2 separate regions of the Rattus norvegicus genome follow, and region 2 is linked to region 1. The links are chromatin contacts, called in public Hi-C maps. All regions are on one chromosome and are shown on one strand. Each heading gives the region's core, a stretch centred on a gene start, on an enhancer-like site or on the middle of the called end of the contact. The rest is flanking DNA. Distances are from core to core; before and after follow the strand shown.

Region 1 (3,061 bases), core at 359-2,858:
GGGCGCGCACGCGCACCGGCTCACGCGCGCCTTGCGCCTACTGCCTGACGTGACCGGCGCAGGCCAATCCGTGGTATGCAAAGCCGGTGCAAGGGTTAGAGGTGGCCGAGAAAGGATCTTTGTAGGGACAGAGGATAGCAGGGCTGCGCCAGAACCTTGGACAGCGCCAACCTACAGTCGCCCAGGGCTCACCTATGCGCGCGCGCACGCGAATGCACTCAGTCACCGTGCAGGTGACAGTGGACATCTAGGTTAACCTGGAGTTCTGAAGCCGAGAGGGGTAACCTGCGAATACTACAAAACCCAGTGTTTGCCCTAACCCTCCCCACACAGCCCCAGCCAGAGTCTCAGGGGGGCGGGGCAGCGAGCAGCAGCGGGGCCAGATCCATAGTTAGGGCGATACGCCGACCTTGCCACTGTACGTGAGAGGGGACCGTGGGTGAGTTAGGTCCATACTCGAAGCAAGCGCTGAGCTCGAAGGCCAGGGCCGAGCGCACTAGACCCACGCCGCCTGCCCGCTCCGGTGCTGGGTGGTACAGGCGCCCATTGGCCGCCAGGGGTAGCAAGCGAGCGGGCTCGAAGGGTATGGCCAGTGCCTCGCCGCCGCCGCAGTAGGAGAGACGAGGTGACTCGCTGTCGGAAGCCAGGAGGTGCGTGAAGACCACTGGCCGGTCTTCACAGCGCAGGAAGTTACGCTCTCTGCCACAAAGCGAGAGGAAAGGGAAGGAAGCCTCGTAGCGCCCGCTGTGGTTGGGTCTCAGACGGGAGAAGAAAGTGACCAGGAATTGCAGGTCTGTGGGAACAAAAGGCACGGACTGATCACGCTCGGTGACCAAGCTTCCCAGACACGCTCCTTTTCCTGGGCACACCAGCACTGGCATGAGCTAGCCTCCCACCCCCTTTGTGGATGGGGGCTTCCCTCAGAGTCGGGGTAGAGATAAGGGAGCAGTGCAGTAAGCAATACCTTTGAAGCAGGTGATAAAGTTCTTCATTTTGGAGTCATCTAGGAAAAGCTGCAGACAGAAGGAACACAGTGGACTGTAAGTCCTGGCAAGAAAGCCCGAAGGCCGGTGGTGTTTGCTGTCCTTGCTTTTCTGTGTGATTTGTTCGGGGCGGGGGCATGTGAAAGGGCCCTGCGGACTTTCTACAGACAGGTTTTCAGCATTGCAGCCCCCACCCCTTTTTCTACAGCAGACTTGACGGCCCTTTGTCACTAGCAATCACGAGCACTTGGCTCTAGGATTGGTGCTAGGACAGACTAGTGTGGGCGGGACTGCGATGCCGTGTAAGCAGCTGGCCCGGAATTTCCGGCTTCCAGCCTAGGCTTTGAACCCAAATCTACACGTAACACCTAACCCAGGTCTCGTCCCTAGAACCATTCCCCACCCGGTGCCCATTCCGCTGCTCCCCCGGGACTCCTCCCTCTGTCACTCGCCAGGCACACCTGGCCTTGGTGATCCACATAGTAGAAATACTCGCGGGTTCTGGGCTCCGGACTTTGGCCCTGTGTGTAGGAGACACGTTCGTTCCCACTGCAGGCCCGAGCTCTCTGCGACCTCGCCAAGACTAGAGCCAAGTTACGCATTGCCCCGCAAGGCGGCCACATCCTTTCACACCGGAAACAGATCACACAGTGCTGTGCTTGGGGTTTTGGGTTCCGCCGGCAGCACGTGCTCGGTGGGGCGGAGCTGTCTGACCCGCCTCCGGAAGTAGCTACGGGATGTGGACCCGCCCCCCACCCCCGCCGTGTCAGAAGTAAACTGGAGCACAGGTAGCGAGTGTGCACTTGAACTTTATTCACACGGAGCACTGTCCCCTCGATCCACACGTCCGAGGGAGCGCCTGCGGCCAGAGAGGTCCTGGAGAGGTCCAGGACCTGACCCAGAGAGCTGCGGGCCTCCGTATGGCGGGACTTTTGTTTTTAATAAATAAAAACTCTAAAAAATATATATATATATAAACAGGAGAAATGAAGTTTGACAATTTGTTTGAACTCAGATTCCAGAATGGAAAACGCAGACCAGTCCAGGCAGGTCTCATCCGCGCGCCGCCTGTGAGTGGAGTTTGGTCGGAGGCCGCGAGGTCAAAGGAGGGTGGTGCTAACTTGCTCAGCGCGAGGACCACACGGCAGTTCAAGAGATAAATAGCATCTGGTTAAAACTATGTCCTTAGCAAACTTAGTTCTGACATCTGTCATTCTATTTATATCTTTATACACAAGTAGGCTGGGTATGGGATAGGTTCTGTACTCAAAAAAAAAAAAAAGCCCCCCAAAACAAAACAAAACCTCTCATCCTCCCCCACCCTCCCCAAGAAAGCCTGCCTAGCCCTGGCCCTGCCCTAGAGGGCTTTGGTTTGGGGCCTCCCCTTTCACAAAGACCTATTAGGCATTGGGTCAACAGAGTTGTGTCCTAGTGGTGGCCAGCACAGCTCTCCAGAGCACCTCTAATTCTCCTTCAGGCCCCAGCCAGAGGCCCCTAGACTAGGGTAAGAGGGATCAGGGCACGAGTGCCTTGGTGGAGGATTGCTCTGAAGAGGGGAACAAGGTCGTGTTGCCCTGAGCAACGCGGTATGTGCTTCAGCCGACCAGGAGGGCAGTGTTGCTCGGCTCCGGGAAACAGAAGGCACTTCTCGGGGCTGGCTTGCTTGCGACCGGCAGGGCGAGCCGGTACCCACAGGAACTGGCCACGAGATATGGCGTGGCTGCTTTGCCCGGGAGGGCCTGGGGCAGGGCGGGCGGCTGGCGGGGCCTGGCATGCTGCCTCGCGCTGGGGCCTTCCCTCCCACCTCCCCGGGTGTCACCCTAGGAGTCCATAGCCCGCGTGCTATAGCACGCCCTCCATGAAGCTGGTATCTAAATGCTGAATGAGCACTCGAAGGAAGGACATCTCCTTTCGTGTATTCTCGAAGATGACACGAGGATCATCCGACTGGCAGCGCAGGCAGTTGGGTGCCATCACCATAGCCAGGTTGCTGACGTCCATTTTGGTGATGGCTACATTGGCTGGCTGCACGAACACCTGTGTGAAGGGGTCCAGGTGAAGGGAGAGGAGGAGAGCAG
Region 2 (3,061 bases), core at 389-2,888, 180 kb after region 1:
TGGGAGCTGGAGAATTGAGTCTGTGGTTAAGAGCCCTCGTTGCTTTTGCAGAAGACTTGGGTTTGAGTCCCATCAACCACATGGTGGCTCACAGCCATTTGTAATTCCATTTTCAGGGATCCAATGTCTTGTCCATTCCTGGGCACCAGGCACAGTCATATGGGCAAAACACCCATACTCATAAAATAAACCTTAAAAAAAATATTGCCTGATGCTGGTGGTGCACCTCTTTAATGCCACACTCTGAAGAGACAGGTGGATCTCTTGAGTTTGAGGTTCTCCTGATCTACAGAGTTCCAGGACAGCCAGGGTTACACAGAGAAACCCCATCTATAAATAAACATATAAGGTGTCTTTGTCCTCTGGAAGGACAGCCGAGTGGAAGATGCCTCTATAGGAAGAGTGTGACAGGGACTGAACATTGCACATACACTTATAGACTCTTAGAAAACTCTCACAGATAACCTAGTGGTATCAGGGCCCTAAGTACAGCCAGAAAGCTAACTATGGCCCTGCAAGGTTCACAAGACAGCACTAGCAGGTATCCTCCCACAGTCTTTGCTATATAAGGCATCTTTCTCTCTGGTTTTCTTCTGGGCTGACTCAGCCCTGGGTGGCCTAGACCTCTGCCCACTACCCTTCTGGAATACCCCATGCACTAGTACCTGTGGTACTTGAGCCATGCCAATGACAGGGTGTCCCTTCCTCTTTTCAGTGTGTCAGACCACCAGCCGTGTCCCTTCCTCCTCAATATGCCAATTTTAGCCTCTGCCGTGCAAAATCTCCTAGTCCTGACAAACCTCTATTATCAACTGGGACCCTGACCCTCAGTTACTTCCCTCTCCGTCTTCACCTATATGGCATCCACTACTTAGGTTTCACTCAAATGAAGACCCTCTGTTTGGGGGCTCTCTGGCACCAAAGACACACATAGGCCACTTTATTGCCATGCATCACTGGTCTTCCGGGTCACTGTCCCCACCCTCGTCCCAATTACTGAGGCCAATGACTTCTGTCTTCTCTGCCAGACATCTTGAGAACTCCGCAGGTGACCATCCTAAATCCCAGTCATTACCTTTTTGTTCTTCTCCCCGCTACTCCCCCCAGAGTGTTTTTTGTTTGTTTGTTTTGTAGCCCTGACTTGTCCTGGAACATGTTCTCTAGCCCAGGCTGGCCTGGAACTCCGGCTGCCCCAGTCTCCTGAGTGCTAGGATTAAAGGCGTGTGCTACACCCCGGCCTGGAAATCCCAGCCTTCCAGGTGTGCAAAGCACTAGGTTTCTCGTGACTGCTCACTCAATCTCTGTCTACCTCGGAGCCACCATCGGGAGCCCCACAACTTATATGGAAATCCTTCCCTGGGACCAACTCGGATTCTCGGATTCTGCGTGGCCCTGGACAAACCCTTCCACCTCTTGAAGCCTCCTCCACCGTCCACCTGCACTCCATAAGGCTTCCGAGTCCGTTTCTTTAAAGTCAGCCTCTCCCCAGGGAGACTTAGGTGTAAGCCTCAGTTCAGCAAGTTGGTAGAGACACAGGACCCCGCATAGGACTACAAGCCCCGACAGGCATTGCGCTGGGGAAGGGGCGGGGTTATGGCTCCGCCCCGGAAGATAAGGCTGCCGTGAGCCGTGTATTTCCTCTTTTGGCCTTGCTTGCCGGCAGGTAGGTTGTGTTTTGTCTACTGCGGGTTTGAAAGTATCCACCGCCATCCGCCACCGTTTAGTACTTGGTGGTCTGTCATGCGGCCTGGTCCACTCATCCAAGACCGGGAGGGAGGGATGGAGTGCTTTCGGCCTTGGGAGCTGGCCGGGACATGTTGTTTTTGGACGCTGAAAGTGAGCCATTTCCAGACTCGCCGCCATGGGCCGTGTGATCCGAGGCCAGAGGAAAGGTGCCGGTTCTGTGTTTCGTGCGCACGTGAAGCACCGTAAGGGAGCCGCGCGTCTGCGTGCTGTGGACTTCGCGGAGCGACACGGCTACATTAAAGGCATCGTAAAGGTGTGAGGCACCACCGGCGGGGGCAAGCAGGAGGGGAACAGGGCGTCTCGAGCAGACCTTGTAATACAACATGCCACCCTGACCCACAGGACATCATTCATGACCCTGGCCGCGGCGCTCCCCTCGCGAAAGTAGTCTTTCGTGATCCCTATCGATTCAAGAAGCGGACAGAGCTGTTCATCGCCGCAGAGGGAATCCACACTGGACAGTTTGTGTACTGCGGCAAGAAGGGTGAGCTTCAAGGCGGGGAAGGGAGTGTCGGATCCGGGCTTGGAATGCAGAACTTTCGTGGTATGGGAGCGGTGTGGGTTTGCGTTGCTTTTAGCGTTATTAGTTACTTTGCCACCTCTCTCCACAGCCCAGCTGAATATTGGCAATGTTTTGCCCGTGGGCACCATGCCTGAGGGTACTATCGTGTGTTGTCTGGAGGAGAAGCCTGGGGACAGGGGCAAGCTGGCACGAGCCTCCGGGAACTATGCTACAGTCATCTCCCACAACCCAGAGACCAAGAAGACCCGAGTGAAGCTGCCTTCAGGGTCCAAGAAGGTCATTTCCTCTGCTAACCGAGCTGTTGTTGGTGAGTGCCAGAGGGCAGTGGAACCCTGAAGACAGGGTGGTCACCTGCTGGGCCAAGGTCCTAGAACCAGATTGCTTATTTCCTTAATCATGGAGGAGGGGAGGGGAGCTTCTTTGAACACAGAATAAAACTCAGGGTTGAATTGTAGAGTTCTACAGTATCTACTCTGGGGTTGTTACAGGGCTGTCAGGGTAGTTGATTAAAAGCACTGTTTGCACTTTTAGAGAGCACCCAGATTATTTTCTCACCTCACAACTGTGACTGCTGTCCTGGGGATCTGATGTTCTTTGCTGGTCTCTGGGCATTGCGTAAATGTGGTGTATGGCTACAGACATGTAGGTGAAAATGCCTGTATGCATAAAATTAGGGTTTAAAAAAAGATTATACCGCTCGGAACTTTTGTACCTAGGACTTCCCTGCACTCGAGTTTAGTTGGTTCATTTTAGAAAAGATAGGACCAGAATTGGTTGACTTTAAAAGACAGT

Evidence for each region. A called contact is a pair of places that touch in the nucleus more often than the background predicts.
Region 2: a contact with region 1 is called in a Hi-C map of liver, with 2.3 times the contacts expected there. The contact joins the promoter of Rpl8 here to the promoter of C7h8orf82 in region 1. A contact is called at or near these places in 2 of 12 Hi-C or Micro-C datasets (Schwann cells and liver) and 1 of 1 datasets of contacts at active chromatin or transcription factors (oligodendrocytes).

The regions. Positions count from the first base shown.
Region 1 is chr7:110,325,144-110,328,204 of GRCr8, forward strand. C7h8orf82 (similar to human chromosome 8 open reading frame 82) reads right to left here and starts at 1,609. Exons shown (of 3, transcript NM_001007751.1): 1 at 1,445-1,609; 2 at 965-1,013; 3 at 1-793. The coding sequence starts at 1,606. The coding sequence ends at 348. It overlaps Arhgap39 (Rho GTPase activating protein 39), which reads right to left. Exons shown (of 12, transcript NM_173122.3): 12 at 1,775-3,020. The coding sequence ends at 2,826. It also overlaps a transcript of Lrrc24 not described here.
Region 2 is chr7:110,505,177-110,508,237 of GRCr8, forward strand. It overlaps Rpl8 (ribosomal protein L8), which reads left to right and starts at 1,639. Exons shown (of 6, transcript NM_001034916.3): 1 at 1,639-1,663; 2 at 1,852-1,999; 3 at 2,089-2,230; 4 at 2,358-2,576. The coding sequence starts at 1,862.